Linked DNA regions of Anser cygnoides: region 2 is linked to region 1. Evidence: chromatin contacts called from public Hi-C data. All regions are on one chromosome and are shown on one strand. Each heading gives the region's core, a stretch centred on a gene start, on an enhancer-like site or on the middle of the called end of the contact. The rest is flanking DNA. Distances are from core to core; before and after follow the strand shown. Region 1 holds the start of WASF2 (WASP family member 2). Region 2 holds the start of NUDC (nuclear distribution C, dynein complex regulator).

Region 1 (5,388 bases), core at 1,778-4,277:
CGCCTCCACAGCTGCGAAGAGGAAGAGCCTGACAGGCAGGAGCCGGCAGAAGTTTGGTGTTTTTTTAAAAAAAAAAAAAAAATGGAATTTGGGGCATTTACTTTTTGAACTTGTTACGAGGTATAAAAAAAAAACTGTTTATTTTTTGAAGCAGCGCAAATATGCGGTGTGGGGAGAAGTTTACATTCGGATCGGCGCTGGAGGCTAACCTCGTACAACCCCTACTCAGTAAGGGCAGCGAGGAAACCTGCTCCCCGGCCCGAGCAGAGCGAGGCTCTTCCCCACGCACAAACTGCTTGTTTTTAGGCAAACGTCCTGGGTTTGAGCCCTGCTGCCACCAGCCAGCCCTGGGACGGCGTCGCCAACCGCAGCTCAACCGAAGATTAGAATTAGCTGGGCCTCTGAAGCTTAGCTCAAGCTCTCTCATTCAAACTCTGCTTTCGAGAACAGCACTCAAAAAATAAAAAAAAAAATAAAAAAGCTTAAAGCTGAAGCGCCTGCCCTGCTCCACCCCGCTTCCTGGATAAAGCTTGTCCTTGGCTGTGATCGCAAGCAGATTTTCAAAGTCACCCTATCTCCACTCCGCGTTTCCAGCGGGTGGATGTGAGCTCTGGTTTGTTTTTAACCAAGCTTTGGGACAAACTCCGTATCGGTTCCTCCGACAAAAATCCCGCTCGAGGTCAATAAGAGGCGAACCCGAGCGAAAAGTGTCGCAACGTGGCATTTGGCATTCCTGCCGCGCTCGGACAGTTCTGCAGACGCCTGAAACGGGCGGAAAACGCAACAATTCCCCTTCCTCATGTGACCGAGCACTTCCCGCAAAGGAACGCTCTGCATCAGCTCCGCCACAGGGAAACTCACGCGCCCGCCGCCGCCGCTGCCTCCCATCGTTTGCTTCCCACCTTCCCGTCCTCACAAGGCCTAGGGAAGGACACGCGAGAGCGAGGGTTACAGAAGGATTAATAAATTAGGGCCTCGTCTGGAGCAGGTGTATTTAATGCCAGTTTTTTGTCGTTATTGGTATCGTCTCGTGTCCGCCGCCACTTGCGGCGCTGACGGCCCATCGTACGGTCCCACCAGCGCTGTGACCTGCGTGAACGCAGGCAGTTCTGCTCCTGCTGAAAGCAGAACACAACGCCAAACGCGAAACTTCTGGCGAGGAAAAAAGAAAATCCTACCCGAGGACGGTCTTTGAGGTCAAATAATAGCCGAGAGGGAGGAGCTGCCATCTCTTACCTTCCTCCGCAGGACACCTGCTGTTCGTATCCCAAAGGAGTAACCCCAACACAAGCCTAACTGCTAGCGAGGCACAACCCCGTGGACATTCTCCAGCAACTTATTTCTCCCCTGGAAGGAGGAGAAGGTCTGAGGTCAGGGGCAGGTCGGCGCATCTGCCCGAACTCCCCAGCCACGTCCCGTTACGCCCTTCGACGCTGCTTCCCCGCGAGCACCGAGGGATTTAACGTCGGCGAAGGCATTTCCCAACAGGCGCTGCCTTACCCCGGGAGTTTTACATCTCGTGGCTCGCACACACCCGCACAGCGCGACCACGCGGGGCGAGGGACGCACCCAGCCGCAGGTCCCCCTCCTGGAGGGAGGAAGGGCTCCCCGCTGCCCAGGGCTCGCAGCCGGCCGCGCGCCCAGGCGCGCTCGCTGTGTAGGTAGGAGCCGAGCACGCTTCTTCGCGAGCACCTTTAGGGCAGGCTGCTGTCAAACCCTGCACCAGGCCACAAAGCGAGGGACGCTCCCCAGACCCCCACACACCCCAGCCCCACTAACCCTCTAGGCTCCCCAAGAACCCTAACCCCCTCCCCCAGACCCCCTAGCCCCCCAGCCCCACTAACCCCTCCCCAGACCCCCTAAACCCCCAACCCCCTCCCCCAGACCCCCTAACCCCCTCCATTCCTACCAACCCCCCTCTCCTGAGCCCATAACCCCCTTCCCACACCCCCTTACCCCCTCCCCAGCCCCTCTAACCCACTTCTAGGCCCCCTAACACTCTCAGCCCCACTAAACCCCCTCCACACCCCCTGACCCCCCCTTCCCAGCCCCTCTCACCCCCTTCTTCAGACCCCCTAACACCCCCAGCCCCACTAATCTCCTCTCCAGACCCCCTAACTACCCCCCGTCCTCCTAACCCCCCTCTCCTGACTCCCTAATCTCCTTCCCACACCCCCTAACCCCCCCCAGCCCCTCTAACCCCCCCTCTCCAGCCCCCCTAACACCCCCAGCCCCACTAATCCCCCCTCCAGACCCCGTAACCCCCCCCAGCCCCTCTACCCCACTTTCCGGACCCCCTAACACCCCCAGCCCCACTATACCCCCTTCCCACAACCCCTAACCCCCTTCCCCAGCCCCTCTAACCCACTTCCAGGCCCCCTAACACCCCAAGCCCCACTAACGCCCCCTCCAGACCCCCTTCACCCCCTAACCACCCCCAGACCCCCCTCTCCCCCCTACCCACCCCCTGATCCCCCAACCCCCCCAGCACGGGGACACCAGCTCACCCCAGCCCCTCAGGCCAGCCCAGGGCCCACGCCCTGCCCCGAGCCCTGGCTCCTGGGAGGGGCCGGGCGAGTGTTGGCCCGGGACAGAGCCACGGCCCCCCCCCGCCTCCCCCCCGGCCCAGGGGCACCGGAGCCCCTCCACAGGCCCTATTAGCTCACTTTGTGGCAGGAACCACCGCCCGCCTCAGCCCTGTGGCTCACTATTTGGCAAGGGCCTAGCAGCCCACCCCAACCCCTCCGCCGCTCTCCCGAGGCAAGAAGCGGCCGGGAAGGGCCGGGGGGCCGCCGCCGGCTCCTCTCAGCACTCACCTCGCTCCGGTGCTGTCCTCTCCGGGCCCCTGGGCTCGCTACCACCAGGGCGGGCCAGCCCGGCCGTCCGCCATTCCACGGCTCCCCCTCCCTGTCCTGACTGAGCCTCGCCCCGCCTCCTCCCGCTCGCCGGTCCGCCGCGCCATTGGCTCGCCGGCTAGCAATGCCGCCACGCCATTGGCTAAGAGTGGCTGTCTATCAAAGTCGCCCTACGCCACTTGCGTACGAAACCGGAGCAGCCGAAGAACCCCACCCAAGGCGGCCGCGCAAAGAGAGTAAACAGGGAGGAAAGTACCACCAGGGGGACGGGGCGGGGGGAGCCTCGGGGAGGCTTTGGGACGCATCCCCGGGGCGGAGGGGAGAATCGCGACATCGCGCCTAGTCACGACATTTCTAAAACCTCTCTGTGGGTCTGCGAGGGACAAAACACGACAATATTACCCGCGACTTTAGAGGAAAGGGGGACGTCCTTCCCTCCCCCCTCTCCAAGAGCCTCCCTTTGGTGTCGCCCTCCGCCTCTACGCTCTCAGGCCCTGGGAGGAACGTTCCACCTGGGGGAGCGGGGGGGGGGGGGGTGCGGGACGGGACCAAGGGGGAGCGGGGGGGGGACAGGGACAGGGCTGGGCTGGGCGGGCAGGGCGTGTAGGCCCCTGCTGCTGCTGCGGGCACAGGGGGGGGTGGGAACCTGCAGCCCCTGACAGCTGGGGGGGGACAGGGCTTGGGGGGGGACACGGGGCATGGGGGGGACACAGGGCGTGGGGAGGACACGGGGTGTGGGGAGGGGACAGGGATAAGGTATGGGGGGCGTCACAGGGCATGGGGGGACGTGAGGGGACACAGGGCATGGAGGGGGACACAAGGCATGGGGGGGACACGGGGCATGGGGGGACATGGGGCATGAAGGGGACATGGCACGGGGTGGGCACAGGATCGGGGTGGACACGGGGCGTGGGGGGGGACACAAGGCATGGGGAGGGGGACACAGGGCATGGAGGAGGACAGGGACAGGGCATGGGGGGGGACAGGGCACGGGGGTGGTCACAGGGCATAGGGGGGACATGGCACGGGGGGGACAGGGACAAGGCATGGGGGAGACACAGGGCACGGGGGGACATGGCATGGAGGGGAACGTGGCAAGGGGGGACACAGGGCACGGGGGGGACACACAGGGCACGGGGGGGACATGGCATGGGTAGGGACAGGGCACGGGGGGGACACAGGGCATGGAAGGGGACAGGGACAAGGCATGGGGGACACAGGGACAGGACACAGGGGGTGCCCAGCAGCAGGGCACCCAGCTGGGCCGCTGGTGTAAGCCCAGAAGGACACCCTGCAGCCCCCTGACACCTAGGGGGGGACACAGGGCGTGAGGGGGGACACGGGACACAGGGAGGGGACAGGGACACGTCGTGGGGCGGGACACGGGGACAGGGCACCCAGCTGGGCCGCAGGGGGCTCGGCCTCCCCGCAGGTCTCCCTCCAGGCCTGGCCCTTCCACGGCAGGCGGCTGGTGGTAGCCCGCTGGTAGCCACGGGGCTGGCCCCGCGTGTGCTTGTGGGGAACTGGGCAGCCTCCAGCAGGCACCAGCCCCACAAAAGGCAGGTTTGTGCTCGGATTTTCCATACATGGCTCCGGCTGAGGCTCCAAAAAGCTGCCTCCAGCCTCCAGCTTGAGCGCCCTCGGTGCGTCCTCCCCAGTCGCCCCCCAGGGCTGTGCGGGGACGGCCCGGCGTGGGGCTGTGAGGCAGGGCAGGTTGCCGTAGAGCCGTAATCCTCCTCTGCCTGGAGGAGACACCCTCGGGGGGGGGGACAGGAGGAGGGAGAACAAAGATTCCCATTGTCCCAAACCGCGGGAGCAAACACCTGATAGGAAACGAGCAGCGTGCTGCTGCCGTGCTGCTGCCGCAGCGCTTCTGCCTGCGCACCTGGGGCATTAAATCTTCCCTCCCCTGCTGGATCACCGCCACCAGCGCCGGGCTCGTTTCGGCCGAAAGAGGCTGGAGGCATCTGTTGGGTGCTTTGGAGCAAGTCGCAGCGACTAAAACCCCGGCAGACCTGGGGCTCCCCCGCTGGGAGCACCCAGACCCCCGGGTACCCGCGGTGCTGGGGGCCTCGTCACCACCACCCCTCGGCACGTCCTGGCCGAGACGGGCGCGTGATCGTGGTGGAAATGGCTTTTTCTCGCCCGTTTTGCGCCGCCCCTCCACGCGCGGCGTCCCAAGCAGCGGTGCTCGGCCGTGCCCCCCCACCCGTGGGTGCGAGGCGGGGGCCGCGGGGCGAGGCGCTGCGGGAGGCCGCGGGCTCCAGGTTTTCCAGGCTGCCAGCGAGCCGTCGCCTTGAAGAAGATCTGCTTCTATCTCAAGGTGTCACAGCCTCAAGGGAACCACCTAATCTGTAGCTGCGCTGCAACCTTTATCTCTCCCCGCCTGTGTGAGAGGCTCTGTTTATAGCTGCCGAATAATACCTGCTAAATTGCGGGATCCAGCCCCCCCGCGGCACCCCCTGACACTTGTTTCTCTGCGAGAGGGATGCTCTCGCCTGCCAGGTGCCTTTTTCTGGAGGGAAATGCTTTG
Region 2 (5,388 bases), core at 1,375-3,874, 210 kb before region 1:
TTTCAGGGCTGCTGTTTTGAAGGAGCAAAAACAGATAACAGGGCAAACAAGCTTTACAGAGTAAGTACAGGGCTCTTCGTTGTTTGCAGAGCGATAAGGTCTCTGTTTTTAATGCTATATTTAATATCCCTCCTTCCCGCCTCCCAGCTGTCAGCTGCATTATCGGCGCTAACGATAAGGCAAGCAGCCCTCTCTGCTCTCACGCACGCTCCTGCCCGTACTCTGAGAGACTCCAAGCCAAGAAATATGTTTTTAGATGCTAACACGTGCAGGGCTTTCTCTTGCTACCAGCAGGCAGGGCTCAGAGGGTTGAGCACTCACCGGGATTAAAGAGAATGGCTCCCTTCAGGTAGGCATATTCCTTGGGGCTCAGGTCCAGGCTCCAGAAGGTGTTTAGGCAGCACTGCAGCCGCTGCACGGCAGCCAGCGTGGGCTGCGTCCGCTCGGGCTCCTGCCGTTTGCTTTGGCCATCGAGGAGGATCTTCTTGAGCATGCTGGGGGCCGGGGTCTCCATCACCTCAAACGTCACCATGTCCTGCGCCAGCCCCAGGAGGAAGAGGGGGACCCAGCAGCTGTCCAGCAGCAGGAGCTGGTCCCCTCGTGGCAGCAGGTGGAAGGAAGGGAGGTTTTTCATGAAGCTGACGGTTTTCACCAGCACATCGGAGGCAGCCTGGCAGGTGACGTGGGGTGTGCGCAGGCAGACTGTCCGGCGCTGGTGGCACAGGCAGCGCTGGTGGGCCGGGCTGCAGCTGCCCCGGCTGTGGTTCAGGTTCTGGCTGAGGAGGTTGTAAAGGATGGCGGTGCGGTTGTCCTCCTGCTGGCACTGACACCTCTCGCAGTCCACGTCCATGCTGCTGGTCGTCATAGCTGAGCTGGAAGCCCGGATCCTCTGTGAAACTCAGCTCCTGCTGCAGCAGATGTGAGAGACCCGTAAACTTCCTCCCTGCCTCAGCCTGGAAACACCCTGTCCTCCCCGCTCTGCCAGCACATGGCTGCTCAAACCAGCTCTTATAAGGCTCGGTCACAAGTGAAACACCCCTTCCCAGCCTTGACCGCTCTGTGATTAAGCGGTCCTCATTAAAAAAAAAAAAAAGCAGCCGTCCCCTGGATGATTGGCTGGGGCCAGCAAGTTCTCGGCGTGGCGTCAATGGCCGTTTTCTCAATGAAGCGCCAGCAGCTGCCGCGGGGGGACGGGGCAGCGCGGGTTGGGCGGCCTTATCGCGATTACCCAAACAGTATAAACAAAGTCATTAACCCGGGCTGTACCATGGCACCAAGGCCCCGCGCTGCAATCAGGCAGCGCTATATGGCAGGTGTCACTGCCAAGGAGTTCACACACACACACACACGGCACCCGTCTGGAGCGAGGGCCCTGTGGCAAATGGCCTGTGCGCTCCGGCCTTGGAAAGAGCAACCTGGAAGTCGTTTTATCAGCAGATATTTGCCTAACCTTGTTGACAGGAGCCTCGCTGCTGTTACAGTTAAGGAAGCGGGTGAACTGAACGACTCATCCTGAGGCAGGGCCCCATGTGTCACAGGGGAAATGCTGGGCAGGGGTGGGCCGGGTTTATAGATTTTCACCTTGAATTGCTCAGGTATTTGTATCTGCTGATCTGCTGATCTGTATCTGTTGGTTTAGGGAAGGGGCAGCATCCGAGTGATGATTTCAGGGGGCCTGCTGGGGAATCCCGTGGGCAGCAGGAGCCTGTGGGCAAGGCAGGGCCCCACGTGTCACAGGGGAAATACTGGGCAGGGGAGGGCCAGGCTTATAGATTTCCACCTTGAATTCTCAGCTATCACAGAATCACGGAACGTTAGGGATTGGAAGGGACCTTGAAAGACCAGCTAGTCCAAGCCCCCTGCCGGAGCAGGAACACCTAGATCAGGGCACACAGGAACGCATCCAGGCGGGTTTGGAATGTCTCTGGAGAAGGAGGCTCCGCAACCCCCCGGGAGCCTGTTCCAGTGTTCTGGCACCCTCACCGTGAAAAAACTTCATCTCATATTTAAGCGGAACCTCCTACATTCCGGCTTGCACCCACCGCCCCTTGTCTTATCATCGGATGTCAATTATTAGGTGTCCAGATGCATTTGTACGCGTTATCAGCACAAGTTGGTTTAGGGAAGGGGCAGCATCCAAACACTGATTTCGGGGGGCCTGCTGAGGAATCCCCCGGGCGGCAGGAGCCTGTGAGCGGCACAGCTCGCCCTGACGGGGACAACCCCCCCCGAGCACACCCAGCCCTGGGGGGTGCAGACGCGGGGGGATCACACAGGGGGGAGACCTGCAGCGGCCTGCGGGGCCTGCTGGACCCGTCCCTACGCAGGCTGCAGGCCCCTGCCCCGCTCGGGGCCTGGGTGAGCGGCCCCAGGAGCCGTGTGGGGAAGGGGGCGGTGGTGGCGGCTCGGTGCCCACCGGGGCTGGGAGGGGGGGGGGGGGATCAGGGCCTGGCCCTCCAGGGCCTCCCCAGGCCCCGCGGAGCCTTCTGGAAAGGCCTAGGCCTCTCCGTTGCTATGGCAACCGCGCCCCGCTCCTCTCCTCCCGCCTCCCGCGCCCCTCCGCGACCAATCCGCGAAGGGAGCGGCTGGGCCGCGCGCTGCGATTGGCGGAAGGGAGAGGCGAGCGCCGCGCGAGCTTCCGCTCCCTCACCTTCCGGTTCCGGCAAGCGGCGGCGTGAGGGGGCCGAGGCGGCGGCGGCAGCGGGGTCAGGGTCAGGATGGGGCTGAGCGCGGAGGAGGCGGCGGAGCAGGAGGATCGCTTCGACGGCATGCTCCTGGCCATGGCCCAGCAGCACCAGGGCGGCGTGCGCGAGGTAGCGCCGCCGGGCCCGGCGGAGGCTTCGCCGAGCTCCTCCGGGGGTAACGGGGGAGGGGCAGGCGGCGGCCCTCGGACGAGGCCCCGGGGGGCCCCACGCAGCCCCCCCGGGTTCCCTCCCCGCCGCCACGGAGCGAGGGGCCCCCGTGTGCGGCCTCCCCACGCCGGGGGCTCTCGGCCTCGGCAGCGCCACGCGTGGGGCCCGGGGCTGCTGCGGCTGCGGAGCGGGAGAGGCACGGGAGGCTGGAGCCGCCCTGGCCCAGTTTTGCGGTCCCTCGAGCCCCCAGCGGGTTGTGGCCGCCGCCAGGTGCCGTTAAACGCGGCCGCGGCTCCTCCCCTCCTCGTGGGGCGCTGCGCGGGCCTCCCGCTCCTCCAGGTAGTGGCTCCTGGTGGGAAGCTGGTCCGCAGGGAGGGGTGTGTGGGAACAACCCCTGCACCCACACGTGGGGAAATGGTGTTAAACACAGCTCCTCCTGCTGCCGTGGGGCTTCAGGTTGAAATACTGACGAGACATAACTCCTGGGGGGGTGGGGGTGGAAATCAAACCCACTGAGAGTCAAACCCATTTCCATGGAGGTATTTTGGGGTGGCAGTTCATAACTGCCAGTTCACCAGCAGCATCTGGCAGGCAGCAAGACAGTCAGAAATAAAAAGAAGTTTAAACTTTTGTAAATAAACGGGACGCAGCTTGGGGGCGGCTTGCAGGCTTTGAGGGCATAGGCGTACAGAATATGTGAGCATCTGTATACATTCGTGTGTGTGTGTATCTAAAAGTACGTATGCATTGCCAAAGTTTCTGCATCAGAGAGATCTGAGTGACAGTTTGGGATGGCAAAGTAGGTGCGTCCCCAAGGTGACCTGAGAATAAACTGGTTGCCCTCTCTTAACATGAAACACACACATGCCTCTGAAAAATGGGATCCAGGAGCTGGATCTCCTTATAAGCCCTTGGCTGTTTTCTCTGGGAAAGTCACAGGGTTTCAGTACGGTGCTGATGCAGACACAGATGGGAAGGGCGCAATAAAGGCTACTCTAGAGACACAAGGTACCTTGGAGTGATCTGGTCTCACTGCTCTTTTTTTCTCTCTTCACCCCTTCTCTTCCCCCCTTTCTCTGTTTCCTCTCTACCAGCTTGTGAACACGTTCTTTAGTTTCCTGAGGCGTAAAACAGATTTCTTCACTGGTGGAGAAGATGGCGTAGCAGAGAAGGTAAAAAAAAAAAAAAATCCACGCTTTTTTTGTCTTATTTATGTGCCGTGTCTATGTCATGCTAAGACTTCCCTTTCTGAAGGCCCCAAAGCCCTTTAATGCACTGGGGGACGAGCGGGCTGTGCTGCTGATGAAACACACCACAAAACAAAGCAATAATGAGCTGCCCCGATGTGAGGTGAGGCATGATTGCTTGTTCAAGCGATACCGTTGGTGCAGGGCTTTTTTTTTTCCTTTTTTTTTTTGCCACGCTCTGGCCAAAGGCTTGTTTGGAAAGCAAATCTGCCAGACACACTGACTTAACGGTGACAGACACTGCAGAAGCGATAACCCCAGGTTACCTTGTTTGTTCACCTCAGAGAAAGCCCAAAGTCCACGTCTCTGCACATGCGGCTGCACCTTTGTCTCCGGGCCGCGTACCTGTCTGGACTGAGCGAGCCCGGGGCTCTGGGCTGCCTCGCTGGCAGGCGGAGCGTTCCAGCAGGAGTTAGGCAGGCTCTCTGAAGGTTTCTTGGTTGTACTCACCCGCGTGGTGGCTGTTCCCCTCTGGCTTAGCACGTGAGCTGCTTTGCAACGCTCGGCTGGAGGCCGCGGTGCCCCTCGGCTGCCCGCCTGGCTTTGAGGCTGCGGGTGGTTACAGCAGAGCTTGCAGGGGAGCTGATGTGGGAGGGTCTGGTACTTCTAGATCCCAGGCAGTACGGAATCGAGGACAAAATCCGGAGTGCTTGTCTTGTCTAAGACTTGTCTTGGCTTTCTGGTCTAGTGGAACTCCCTGTGAGCAAAGCAGGCACTGCTGCCATGGTGAGCGTGTTAGGGAAGGTGTTAATTGCTAACACAGGGAGTTACATGCGCTGTCTAGTCCCCGGAGTGGTTAAATGAGGCAGGTAAGGGAAAGGGGATGGATTCAGAGGAAGAATGAGGTGAAGTCTCCTGCCGTTTTCCTTAGACTGGAGAGAAATCTCCCAAGTTCGTGAGGACTCTGCTCCCTGGGACTGAAACTGAGCAGCAGCTTGGAGATAAGCACTGGCTGGTGCTTTTGGAGGTCCTGGCTACTGCGATACCTGTTCAAATGCTTTATGGTCTCCTGAGGAGGTGCTCAGCACAAGGGGTCTGTGACACCACAGTAACAGCACAATTTGCAGAAGCTGTTTCCCCAATCCTGCTGGTCCTTTGGCATCAAAGAGAAAGAGGAGAGGGTGGGAAGGCATCGTCTTTTATGCAGCCCTTGCGTAGAGCGAGGGGACGCGATGGCAGTTGAGAGAAACGCAGTGCGCGCACTGGCAGGCTCGGGCTGTGCAAATAGCCTCGCTCCCTGGCTTGTTAGGAACAGGAGCTGGGAGATGCACGTCTTGAATTCTGCGTCC

The links. Hi-C and Micro-C count contacts between places; a contact is called where the count stands out from the background.
Region 2: a contact with region 1 is called in a Hi-C map of liver, with 1.9 times the contacts expected there. The contact joins the promoter of NUDC here to the promoter of WASF2 in region 1. A contact is called at or near these places in 2 of 7 Hi-C or Micro-C datasets (both in liver).

The regions. Positions count from the first base shown.
Region 1 is chr24:3,507,138-3,512,525 of Taihu_goose_T2T_genome, reverse strand. WASF2 (WASP family member 2) reads right to left here and starts at 3,027. Exons shown (of 10, transcript XM_048073182.2): 1 at 2,817-3,027; 2 at 1,237-1,347.
Region 2 is chr24:3,713,373-3,718,760 of Taihu_goose_T2T_genome, reverse strand. NUDC (nuclear distribution C, dynein complex regulator) reads left to right here and starts at 2,624. Exons shown (of 9, transcript XM_048073198.2): 1 at 2,624-2,813; 2 at 3,947-4,024. The coding sequence starts at 2,718. It overlaps NR0B2 (nuclear receptor subfamily 0 group B member 2), which reads right to left and starts at 2,398. Exons shown (of 2, transcript XM_013199600.3): 1 at 322-2,398. The coding sequence starts at 865.